Regions from separate parts of the Bombyx mori genome. Here region 2 is linked to region 1. A link is a contact called in public Hi-C data. All regions are on one chromosome and are shown on one strand. Each heading gives the region's core, a stretch centred on a gene start, on an enhancer-like site or on the middle of the called end of the contact. The rest is flanking DNA. Distances are from core to core; before and after follow the strand shown. Region 1 holds the start of LOC101737049 (ATP-binding cassette sub-family F member 3). Region 2 holds the start of LOC101745706.

What was found. A called contact is a pair of places that touch in the nucleus more often than the background predicts.
Region 2: a Hi-C map of middle silk gland shows a contact between it and region 1, with 2.2 times the contacts expected there. The contact joins the promoter of LOC101745706 here to the promoter of LOC101737049 in region 1. A contact is called at or near these places in 2 of 7 Hi-C or Micro-C datasets (middle silk gland and whole pupa).

Annotation. Positions count from the first base shown.
Region 1 is chr10:12,658,926-12,664,493 of ASM3026992v2, forward strand. It overlaps LOC101737049 (ATP-binding cassette sub-family F member 3), which reads left to right and starts at 2,061. Exons shown (of 12, transcript XM_038013166.2): 1 at 2,061-2,308; 2 at 2,794-2,899; 3 at 3,200-3,371; 4 at 4,048-4,262; 5 at 5,381-5,568. The coding sequence starts at 2,236. LOC110386901 (reticulocyte-binding protein homolog 2a) reads right to left here and starts at 200. Exons shown (of 4, transcript XM_038013388.2): 1 at 59-200. The coding sequence starts at 113.
Region 2 is chr10:12,799,691-12,805,258 of ASM3026992v2, forward strand. LOC101745706 reads right to left here and starts at 2,214. Exons shown (of 7, transcript XM_012697567.4): 1 at 1,587-2,214; 2 at 1,237-1,373; 3 at 626-785; 4 at 1-209. The coding sequence starts at 1,736. It overlaps LOC101745855 (transcription initiation factor TFIID subunit 2), which reads left to right and starts at 3,615. Exons shown (of 19, transcript XM_012697554.4): 1 at 3,615-3,858; 2 at 3,931-3,985; 3 at 4,057-4,220; 4 at 5,134-5,350. The coding sequence starts at 3,815.

The DNA.
Region 1 (5,568 bases), core at 811-3,310:
AAACATTTTTTAGTATGATTGAAGAATAAAGTACCTATAAATTGTTTACATTACTTACGTTGACTATCGAGAATAGCTAAGACCGCTACATTGTTATGAATGTTTTCATCCATTTTGATTTAGATATAAATTTAATCAGACCTTTTAGTTAATTTATGCTTGTGGAATAAACTTCATATGTTAATTATTCGCCGTCCTTTTATACGGTATCTTATTTTGACCATTTTACCTTTTTGTAAAATACAAAATACAATTATCAAATTTGAAATTTTTTTAAAGATATTTTATATTTATTTATTATGACTTGGTAACTAAGACCTTTAGGTCAAGCCTTATTTTAATTTTAATGAAAACTTTTTTTATAAGAAAATTATATTATGAAATGAAATGAAGTTGATTAATATCAGATGAGATGATATGGGATGAAATTTAATCTCAGTAAAATTGTGGACATTTACTGAAACTTTTGCAGTTGACTTTTTGGAGGATCCTGAGAAGTTACGTTCAGTGGCTTTCTTTCATTTTCCCACATTTGTGCACTTTTACAGATACTAAATAGTTAATAAACCACCGTTATTACACATTTAAACCTAAAGAAAGTTTAATAAATCTATGTGAATAAGGGATGAGATCTGAAATCGTTTCATCGATCGTTATTTTTACCAATGAATCGATCTCAATAAAAAGCTGATAGAGTGAAACGAAGCATTGCACTCCTGAATAAGTATATATTATTTTATTTAAATAATCGTAAAACTGTTATTGGCCACATGATTTCGGTTATCTAAATCTTGCATCAACGCAATATGAAATAAACGAAAAAACAGGAATTCGAAGTTTATTATAAACAAGGTTTTCAAGACATAACTAAGATAAAATAATGATAGATGGTAAAATAACAATATGTTAGAACTATAATTTAAATAATAGATTATGGAAAAGAAGGTTATAACAAGTATTATCTAGTTAATTACATTTTTTTAATAAATCACCTCGGTTTTATTGTGCATGGATTTTCAGATTGATCTTTTTTGCGTGTCTAAGCTATGTTCGTTCTAAGTTTTGTTTCCTTTTTCCTCACTAGCTCTTCGCCTGCAGCATGGCCTAAGTGTAATATCGCGTGAGCACAATTGGAATGAATGATAGCCTATATTCTTGACAGGATTCAAACTATTTCCATATCAGATTACGTCTTATTTGGCGATTTGTACGTTAAGATGTAAAGTAAATTTCGTATATGACGATACTATTAGAGATATGCACCAAAGTAATGCACCAAATTAATGCACCAAAATTATGCACCAAATTAATCGCTGTCTATCACTACTTGAAAGTCCATTCCATAATTCTGCAGGTATATGTAAACAGACCAAACGACAGAAAAATATGTTAATATAAGTTCTATCACGTTAAAGTAACGAAGAAACTAACAAAGAAACTATTTGTTGACTATAAAATAGACAATATTGATATTAATAATAAATAAATACTCTTTGATTAAGTGATATTACTCCAGGCTAATACAGTGATGTCCAAAACACCATCAAGTGGGGCTCACGTCTTATGATGTGATAATGCATCTTAAAGTATTTAAAATCGCGTTGTGGTAACGAGAACATTACCTTCTTATAATGTATTTAGACTATTTGTGGTTTCTGTCTGGTCTGAATTGTTTAAAATCTAAGTTTAAGTCTATTTTATGGAAACTAATCTTTATTTTCAATATACAATTTAAATGTTTTTCAATCCATCCAATACTATTCACTTATCACTTCTGAGCTTAAGATCGTTATTAATGATGAACTTTAGTGCATTAACTTGACTGATAAGTTATGTGATGCTAATTACTCATAAAGTAACCAAAGGGTATTAGCCACCATCTGATATTTGAAAGTGCACAAATCTCGGGAGTACGCACGTAAACGCTGTGTTCTAAGTGTAATGAAAGGATTTAGGAAAAAAATATAAAAGTCCGTCTACTACGATTGAATATAGAGGTCATCAGAAATGATTGCAAAATTGGCTAAAAAATCGAGCTACCAAAGGACAAAAAACCATTTTGAAAAAAACAATTGACATTAGTAGTGACGTGACGTAGAGCAAACGAGTATTGGATGTGCTTCGAGTTTCACTGGATTTTGGGTGCTGTTTGCAATAAATTCACCACTATAGTAAAAAAATTAACATAGATGTTGTAAACTTAGATTAGGAAGTTTAAAATATTTTGTAATCAATATGGCTGGCTGTGGAGACTTCATCAAGAGTCAGTTTCCATTGATCGATGACGAATTAATGAAATATGTGGAAGGTATGTTTTTGTCCTATAGGTTATAAAATGAAATGAAATAATAAATAAATACATTTAATAAATTTGTAAAAATCATAATAATTTGTACTCATCATGAAACGAAGCCCGATAAAAATTTATATTTTAATAAAGAAACCCGAAATATATTTTTATCAACGAAACAGTATAAGTTTTTTTTATGTCCCAACCACGACGAAACTGCTGCCATCCTTGAGAAGACAGGTCGAAGTTTTATTTGTATATTTATTAAACTTGATACACAATCTTAATTCTGTTAGCAAATCATATTTGAAAGATTCCAGGTTCTATGTTTCAAGCAATTTGTGAATGTTTAATAGTAATATGATATCAAGTCATTTTAATAGTAATTGGATGCTATAGCAGTTATAATAACAATTAATTAAAATATAATACAAAAAGTTTAAAGCTTACACAGGAGTGACATTCTTCATTGACTCTAAATTCATCACAGTTAATCCTTATAGATATCTTGTGCAACAGCGCTGATGAGTTTGAAGACACAGAGGAAATTTTTGAGGCCGTTGGCGAAGTTTTACAAGGCATATCTGAGAAATCTGAGAAAGACATTAAGTAGGTAACAAATTAATGATCAAGTAAACTTATTGAGAATAAAAATAAAATAGTTCTTTGTAATTGTTCATTATTGGTCATCAAGTTAAACAGTACATTTTTTATCAAAATATATTTTTAATTGCTTTAAACCATGAATTATAAATTAACAAAATGCAACACAAATTTGAAATTTTAAACAGTACTTTGTATATTGATTATAATTATATAAGTATATGTAACTCAACAAATATTTTCAACACATATATTATTCAACACAGAAAGCTAAAGTGGAGCTTGTAATTTTAAAAATATTTATAGAGACATATGTGGAAAACTTCTACACATGTTACAACCTGACAAAGGATCGAAGAACAATGGGCCTACGAAAATTTTGGATGCACCAATACATTTAGCTTCAATGACCCAGACTAATTATAATGACACAGATGATCTCAAAAGTATATGGATGCAAACAAGGGATGATAGTTTGGTAAGTGGTACAACATTATTCATATTATATAGGTAAAATATGTGAGGAAGTAATAATAACATAACTTACACACAAATAACAGGAAAGTAGCATATCAGTAGGTTGTATTACGTGCTAGCTTAAGTAAGTTCTACCATTCTGCTTAGAAATCTTGCGTTTTAGTTCCAAGTCTCTAGGTTATATTGCATCTATGAACAATACTATGAACAATAATAATGATCTAACTCTACATAATGATTAGCCACAAGTTATATAATACACTGTGTTTGGTATTTAGGTTAATGTAAAAATTTGTTTCAACTGTTGGACTTTATGTAGTGGTTATCATGAATATGTCACAAAAATGTAAAATTTAATTTTCATTTGTTTCAATATTTTGAATATGTTAATTATTAAGAGGTTATAGGTACTAAAGAACATTAAGAAATAACAATAGATTTTCTTGTGTCTAGTGTTAAAAAAGTAATTTAAAATTATAAAATTACTGTGAAATTATACATACATTATTTCCTTTACTGTTTAGAGAATATTTCTTTATCTCACCTTATAATATAACAACCAATAGATAATCTAGAAACTATTGCATTTGTTCAATGTTTCGGATTACTAGGAACAGAATTAATGCCTCAATGTATTGGGTAATGCATACTGAAATTAGTTATATTTTGGTTTACAGAAAGTAGATGCTAGAAAATTAGAGAAAGCCGAAGCTAAATTACAACAGAAGCAACAGAAACAAAAAGAGGTAAAAGCACCAACAGCCACACCACTATTACAAACTGCGACTGCATCACAAGTAACATCGAAAAAAGACAGCAAACTTGAAGCTAAAGGGACAAATAGAACACAAGACATAAGGATAGAAAACTTTGACATAGCGTATGGAGATCGGTAAGTCTAATTAGGTTATTCATCTGCTATTAAATTTTTTTACAAATATGCATGTCATACCATTGATAATGGCATCCTGATCATGCAGGAGCCAGTCACCGTCGACGCCCTCGATAAGTCATTGCGGATCCATCAGATCCAATAACCGTTTCATTAGACACCTTTAGCTCTAACACTAGGAGCAGGCTCAGGGACCCCGTAACCTTACTGGTCGAACTCTAAAAAGAGTTCGACGTGTAACCTAACCTAAACATCAGCCCGCTGAGTTTCTCGCCGGATCTTCACAGCGGGTCGGGATTCCGATCCCGTAGTAGATTCATTCGCGAAGCAGTTACTCTTGAGTGGTTATGTCTCATTTGGAGGCGCTTGGGTAGCAGTTAGCAAATCGCCCCCGCCTGGCTGAGCCCTTGCTCGTCCGCCTGACCTGGTGAAACTGGAAAGGCCTCTGGGCCACCAGTAATTCCTCAAACATAAAAAAAACCATTGATAAATTCGAAAAGTGAACATTTTATTAAAAATCTAATAACCATGTGCCATAACCATAAGGCCTCCTTGGTCTAGTTGCTTATGCTTGACTACTATAGTAGCTATCTTTATCAAATTTATTATTAGAGCTTAAGACTTAGGGAAATATAAGAGATAATTTTAGTAACGCCATTGAATGTGAAAACTTTCCTGTATTATAATATATATTTTTCATGTTACTTTTGTCTTAACTTAAAACTAAACCTATTTTTGTAATCTTTGCTGCTCTTTGAGATACAGGTTTACAATTAGAACAAGTACAAGTGCAGTTTATATCTGTTTGGGTTACTTTTAAATCACAAATAAATAAATAAACGCTAATTGTCTCCAGAAAACCAAACTAAATGTATCATATTCAATTGAATATTCGTACTACAGCACTTTATACCACTGAAAGTGCTAACTGCACACTGTTGTTAAAAAACGAAAATTGTAACTCATGGCCAGCAGACACTGACGAATTCAAGTATTGTAAAATAATGTATTATTTGTATTTGTTGTGTTATTACTTAAAATTCTCTCGAAAAGATAACACATACCGTTCTGTAGAAATAACTATACATTTGCAAAAATGTGAATACAATTTGTTTCAGGGTATTATTACAAGGTGCCGACTTGATACTTGCATTTGGACGAAGATACGGCTTAGTCGGAAGAAATGGTCTCGGTAAAACAACTCTCCTACGAATGATATCCAGTAAACAGTTGAAGATTCCATCGCATATAACTATCCTGCATGTGGAGCAGGAGGTTGTAGGAGATGACACCATAGCCCTGCAGA
Region 2 (5,568 bases), core at 964-3,463, 140 kb after region 1:
TCAGCATTGTAAGGTGCCACTGCTAGTGCTCGCCGGAAACACTCTATCGATTGTCGAGTGTCTCCTTTGATTCTCCAAAAGTTGCCAATCTGATTGTATAACTGTACTGATTTGGGTTTTTCTCTTTTCGCCTTCTTTAGACGTTTCTCTAAAGAATTTATATCAAATTCCGTGACTCCATTTTTCTTTTTTGTGAATATCAATGCAACCTAAAAGAGATGGCACTTATGATATGTAAATATATTGAAAGAGCAGTATTCAGTGACGTGTTGGATATAAATAACAAGTTAATAAAGATTATGTGTTACATCTAATTAATTTTACACAATTCAACATAAATAATTATAATAATAACTGGCAAAAAATAACAGATGCTCTTCGGACCACAAATTATGTTTAATACATTATGTGTATTAAGATAATACACCCACAAAAGTGCAAACAAACCTGTTCATCATAATAATTGAATTATTGCCTGATTTGGGAATTGAACCCATGACCCTTGGTACCACAGTCAGGGGCTCTGAGTTACCACTGCATCACTGATTAAATATATACATATATATCTTTCCATTTTCCATAACTCACAAAAACTGAAGAAAATACTTCTGATCATGTTGTTTACCTGTGGTTCAGGTACATTAGGATGTCTGTGTCGTCTAGCAACTCCAACTAAGTTATCATAGTAAGTGAAGTTTACTGCTTTGCCACAATCTAAATATTCATCATCTGAGTGCCCATTTGTTTCTGATGGTGGTGTATCTTCATTAGTTTCACTGCCAGCTCTAGGTGTAAAAAGGTTTTACTGTATTATTATCGAAGCATGATGCTTTAAAGAAATTTTAAGAGTACAGCTTTTATTTTCACTAATTATTGTTATCAAGTATACTAGCATTTGATGTTTCAAGATGCAATTCATGTATAAAAAATGTACATTGTTTGCATTTTTATATATCCAATCTTATCCTTAATTCAAAGTGCTCAGATAGATTTGAAACACTTTTATGGACTCAAACTCAGCATTTAAGTTGTATTAAAAAAGAAAATGATTAAACTTCATACATTTCACTTTTGAAAACAATTTTTCTGTACTTAACTAATATAAATATTAATATAAATGGTCATAGTTTATGACAGTATAAGTGAGCTCAGGCTTATATATAGTTGAAAAATGCTTTAAAAATAGCTATTATATGTTTAATTACCCACTAATTTGAGTTTCACAACAAAGCTTACCTCTGTTGTTCATAAATCTGACAATCTGTGCAAAACATATCAAATCCATGTTTCGTCCATGTATTCCCGTAGTAAACTGTAGATGTTATTATATTGAATACGGTGTCTTCCTCACTTAATGGTTTTTCTGTGTCATCCTAGAATAAATTGACATTTTAAAAATAGACAATAACTAGTATTACAATATATGAATGAGTTTAATCAATTGTATATTGCTAAAAGAAATTATGTATTCAAGGCTAACAAGCTCAACAATAAATGGTTCAACTTAATGAAAGGCTAATATGTACGTATGTTAAGAATAATTTGGTGCAGCAGTTATATAAATGTTTAAAACTCAATAGACTTACTTGAGACAAAGTTTTGCCATCTACAATAAGGTCTTCTTCTAAATTCAATTTCCAAATATTAGAGGTGCGAGAATTTATAACAATAACTTGAAATGAAAATATATACAAAACTAAACAAGACAAGTATGGCAAGTCCCACATCTTGATCATTCAAACACAAACATACTATATGAAAGGTTTTATTGTATCACTTCACTCAATAGCTTTTTCAAGGATATCAAATTTTATGTTATTATTTCTGTTTAATGACTTTAACTCGGTCTTTTTATAAAAATACCATCGTCGATCGTGCTATCGCAATGGCTTAGTTTTTTTTCGATTTGACATTAATAGTGCTGCACTGTCACTGTTGTACATTGATTAGTCTATGACCTGTATCGAGTAACAAAGTTTTCACTTAAAGGTCTCGTTAATAGGTAATAAAATATAAAAAAAGAACCAAAGTTTAATTTCCGGCGTTGGTAATACACTTCGAGACTATCTGTAAAAAAGGATGTATAAATTGAGTTTTTAGGTAATTAATGTTTTAAATGAACAGGGCCTTTGCTATAAACAATATTTCTGTGGTATATATTCATTAGAATGTAGGCCAATGAGTAGTACAATAATAGGCCAATTATTTGCACAAAAAAGGACCATCTAGCACAGAGTACCTACCTACTTTTAAATCAAAGTGGCTATAGCAATGAAGTAGGAAACCTATGGAAATGAAACGTCAACCAAAATTTCGTGCCACTGTGACGTCATCTGGCCACAAAACATGGCGGCTTTAGTGCTGTACAAAAGATTTCAATGTTATCAGGTTTTATCGATAAACGTTCTTGGCTCATTTTATTTTAAATATTGTTGAGTATTATTTATTTGTAGAATTTATACTTTAATGGGAAGTAAGTAGGTATATTGTTATGTGCAAATATGATATGATTTAGATGGGTGAAATCTAAGACAAGTTCGTCCTTCGAATTTGCCAAGTAAACGATATGATGATTTTTAAAAGTTGCTACACTGATTTTATAAAGTTGTCGTTTGTCGCAAAACATAAAGATATGGCGTAGTTCAAAGCCATCAGCCCATTTCTAGCATGCTAAATGTTATCGTATTTTGAGTACGTGTTTTTCTTAGACTATTACAATCTATTTTAATTGTTTTCCTGACTCTAAAGTCCGTAACATACTACCGCAGCGCACCCCAAGGAAGGTGCGCCGCACCATTTGAATCACTTTCGCTTGAGAGTGATTAAAATTTTAAACTTATCAAGGGACCGCGTGAAAAAAAAAACACCTACAGAACATTTATTCATTAATTACAAACGTCATTCCTTGTGACTTCCTCTCTAAAATCACTTAATTATTAAATATTTAACAAATTTACAATAGTGTTTTACTCACTGCGGAATAAAACTATTTTATTTAAATAGTTCCGAAGAGATTTTGTCGGTAGCCTTTTTCCCGAAATATCTAAACAGAATGTCTAAATATGTTTTGATGACATATTTTAAAGTGGTATTTATGATTAGTGTCATGATCAATAGATTCCGACCGAAAAATGGATTTTTCGGATGAGGGCTCCATAATGAATTTAAATACATATAGATAATAGTTTTAGGACATTGACTTTCTTGAGATCCTATAAAATACGTTTTAATTATTATTTTTGTATGTTTTAAGCATGATAAATTATGAAATTTTATATAATCAATCATATTAAATCGATATCATAGTCAATAAATAATGTACAACCCAAAACAGACGGCCGAACTGACGTGACAATGACATTTGGCGCGCAAAACATGGCGGATTTTCGGCCTCATTAGACGGAGACGGAGATATTTACGTATATTCATGTTTCATTTTATGTACGCACTGAAATACTGTTATATTGTTTTCCTGCGAGTTAAAGTGCTGAGTAAGAAAGAGATAGATATATGTTTATGTATGTGCCTTCAAAATGGGTGCTATTTATATAAGCAATTGTACGTATAGAACAATATGTCGTGTCCCTACTATATAGGTCTATGGGCTATAGTTAGTTTGACAATAGTGTCTATCAATGACGTTCAGACTGTCAAATTTTGTTGCTTCTAAATTCTGAATAACCACCAACAATCTTGATAAACTGTTGTTTATATGGGATTATTTGTAGTCTTCATAAATTGGGAATTAAAATGTATAAATAATTTTAAGTCGTGAACATAATCGATATAAGAGGAAAACTGTTCACATGAAATCATGAAAAAAGAACGTACGGGCGACAATTGTCGCCCATTTAAATTATAAGTATCATGTCTTTTTTAATTCTATAAACAACATTTTATTCGGGTATTGCAATTATTATTTTACTTTACAGCTCATCAAATTTTGAGTTTAACGGGAATAAGCTTTGAAAGAAGAAGCGTTATTGTAAGTATAAAGCACCTATTTAAATTCAGATATTGATCAACATTTACATCAATATTTTTGTTTATCTACAGGGATTTGTGGAACTTACTGTCGTTCCCCTTAAGGATAACTTACGCTACATTCGTCTAAATGCGAAGCAATCTCGAATATATAGAGTGTGCTTAAATGATCAATATGAAGCAAATTTTCAGTACTTTGACCCATTTCTGGATATATGTCAAGCCGATCCAAATACGTAAGTTTTTCAGTTATTACTCTTTATAGTAAAGTAAAAAGAGACTAAAATGGAAAAAAAAATCAAGAATGATAAGGATAGTGAGCAAAAAACATAGATTGACTGTGGCAATATGGAGATGTAGAATAATTGATGAAAGAGTGTTCCTGCCGCTGTATAGTTTATCTACTAATAAGTTTTTAATAAGATTAAAGAATTATCCAATACAGTTTAAATTATTGACATTAAAAACTGCAATCTGTACACAATATGAATGTTATTGGATGAAAGCATTTTATATTGAAAATGCTGTTGTTTGTAGTCTTAGTGTTATATCCTGATTAACTTTCTATCAAGGTATGAATGTTATTTTTATTAGATAAAATGTCAATTCGCTTGCTAACTCTTCTGTTAGATAGTAAGAGCTCTTCCATCCTAGTTCTGTGATTGCTATCTAATATCCAGATGAGTAACTTCAAGTATACTCCTCTTCATAGCTAGCTGAGTGACTAAGCATGTGGGCAAGTTTCTCTGAAGGATTAAGTCTGAAATGAGGCGGTCTGACAAAGAATTGAAGTTATTGACATAGCACAGTGGATTGTAAGCTGAAGCAGCAATATCCTGAGAGGCTTCGGGATTCCTATGTCCAGCAGTGGAATGTTATAGGCTGATCATGAAGATGATGATAATGATGATGTTTAGATGAATGGTCTCTTTTAATTTGGATTCTTAGTGATGAGTTGTTAAGGACTATAATATTAAGCATTGGTTTTAATGCATTCAGGAAAGTGAAAAATTCAGCATTATGAGTTTCATGCTTTTATGACATGGCTTAGTATGATGCAATTGTCATTTCATAATTTTTAAATACTAGATCTCACAACTGTAATTTATGTGGCTGTAATCTTTACTTTATTGGAAATAATTATTATAGGAGATCACTGGAAGCATTCTCTCAGTATCATTTAACTGCAGCACAGAAGACAGACCCTGACCATAACTCAGGAGAACTTCACATTCAAATACCTGAAGAAGCAGCTCACTTAGTTGGTGAAGGCCGAGGGCTCAGAATTGGTATTGAATTTTCACTTGAATCTCCCCAAGGGGGCATGCATTTTGTTGTACCTGAGGGAGAAGGTACTTTGACAGAGGTAAGTGCTACAGCACATTATTTAACTGCAGTATTGCAATACAGCCACTGCTGCTGTAGTTAAATAAATGACAAAAATTTGAATGCATAAACATGGCTGTGTAGTGGTGGTAGTCTAGAATAGCACCACCCTATATGTTCCCATGAGTTTTGTAAAATATAACTAAAACAGGTTATGGAAAATGGTCAGTAGTTTTCTTTGAGTATTATATCAGCACA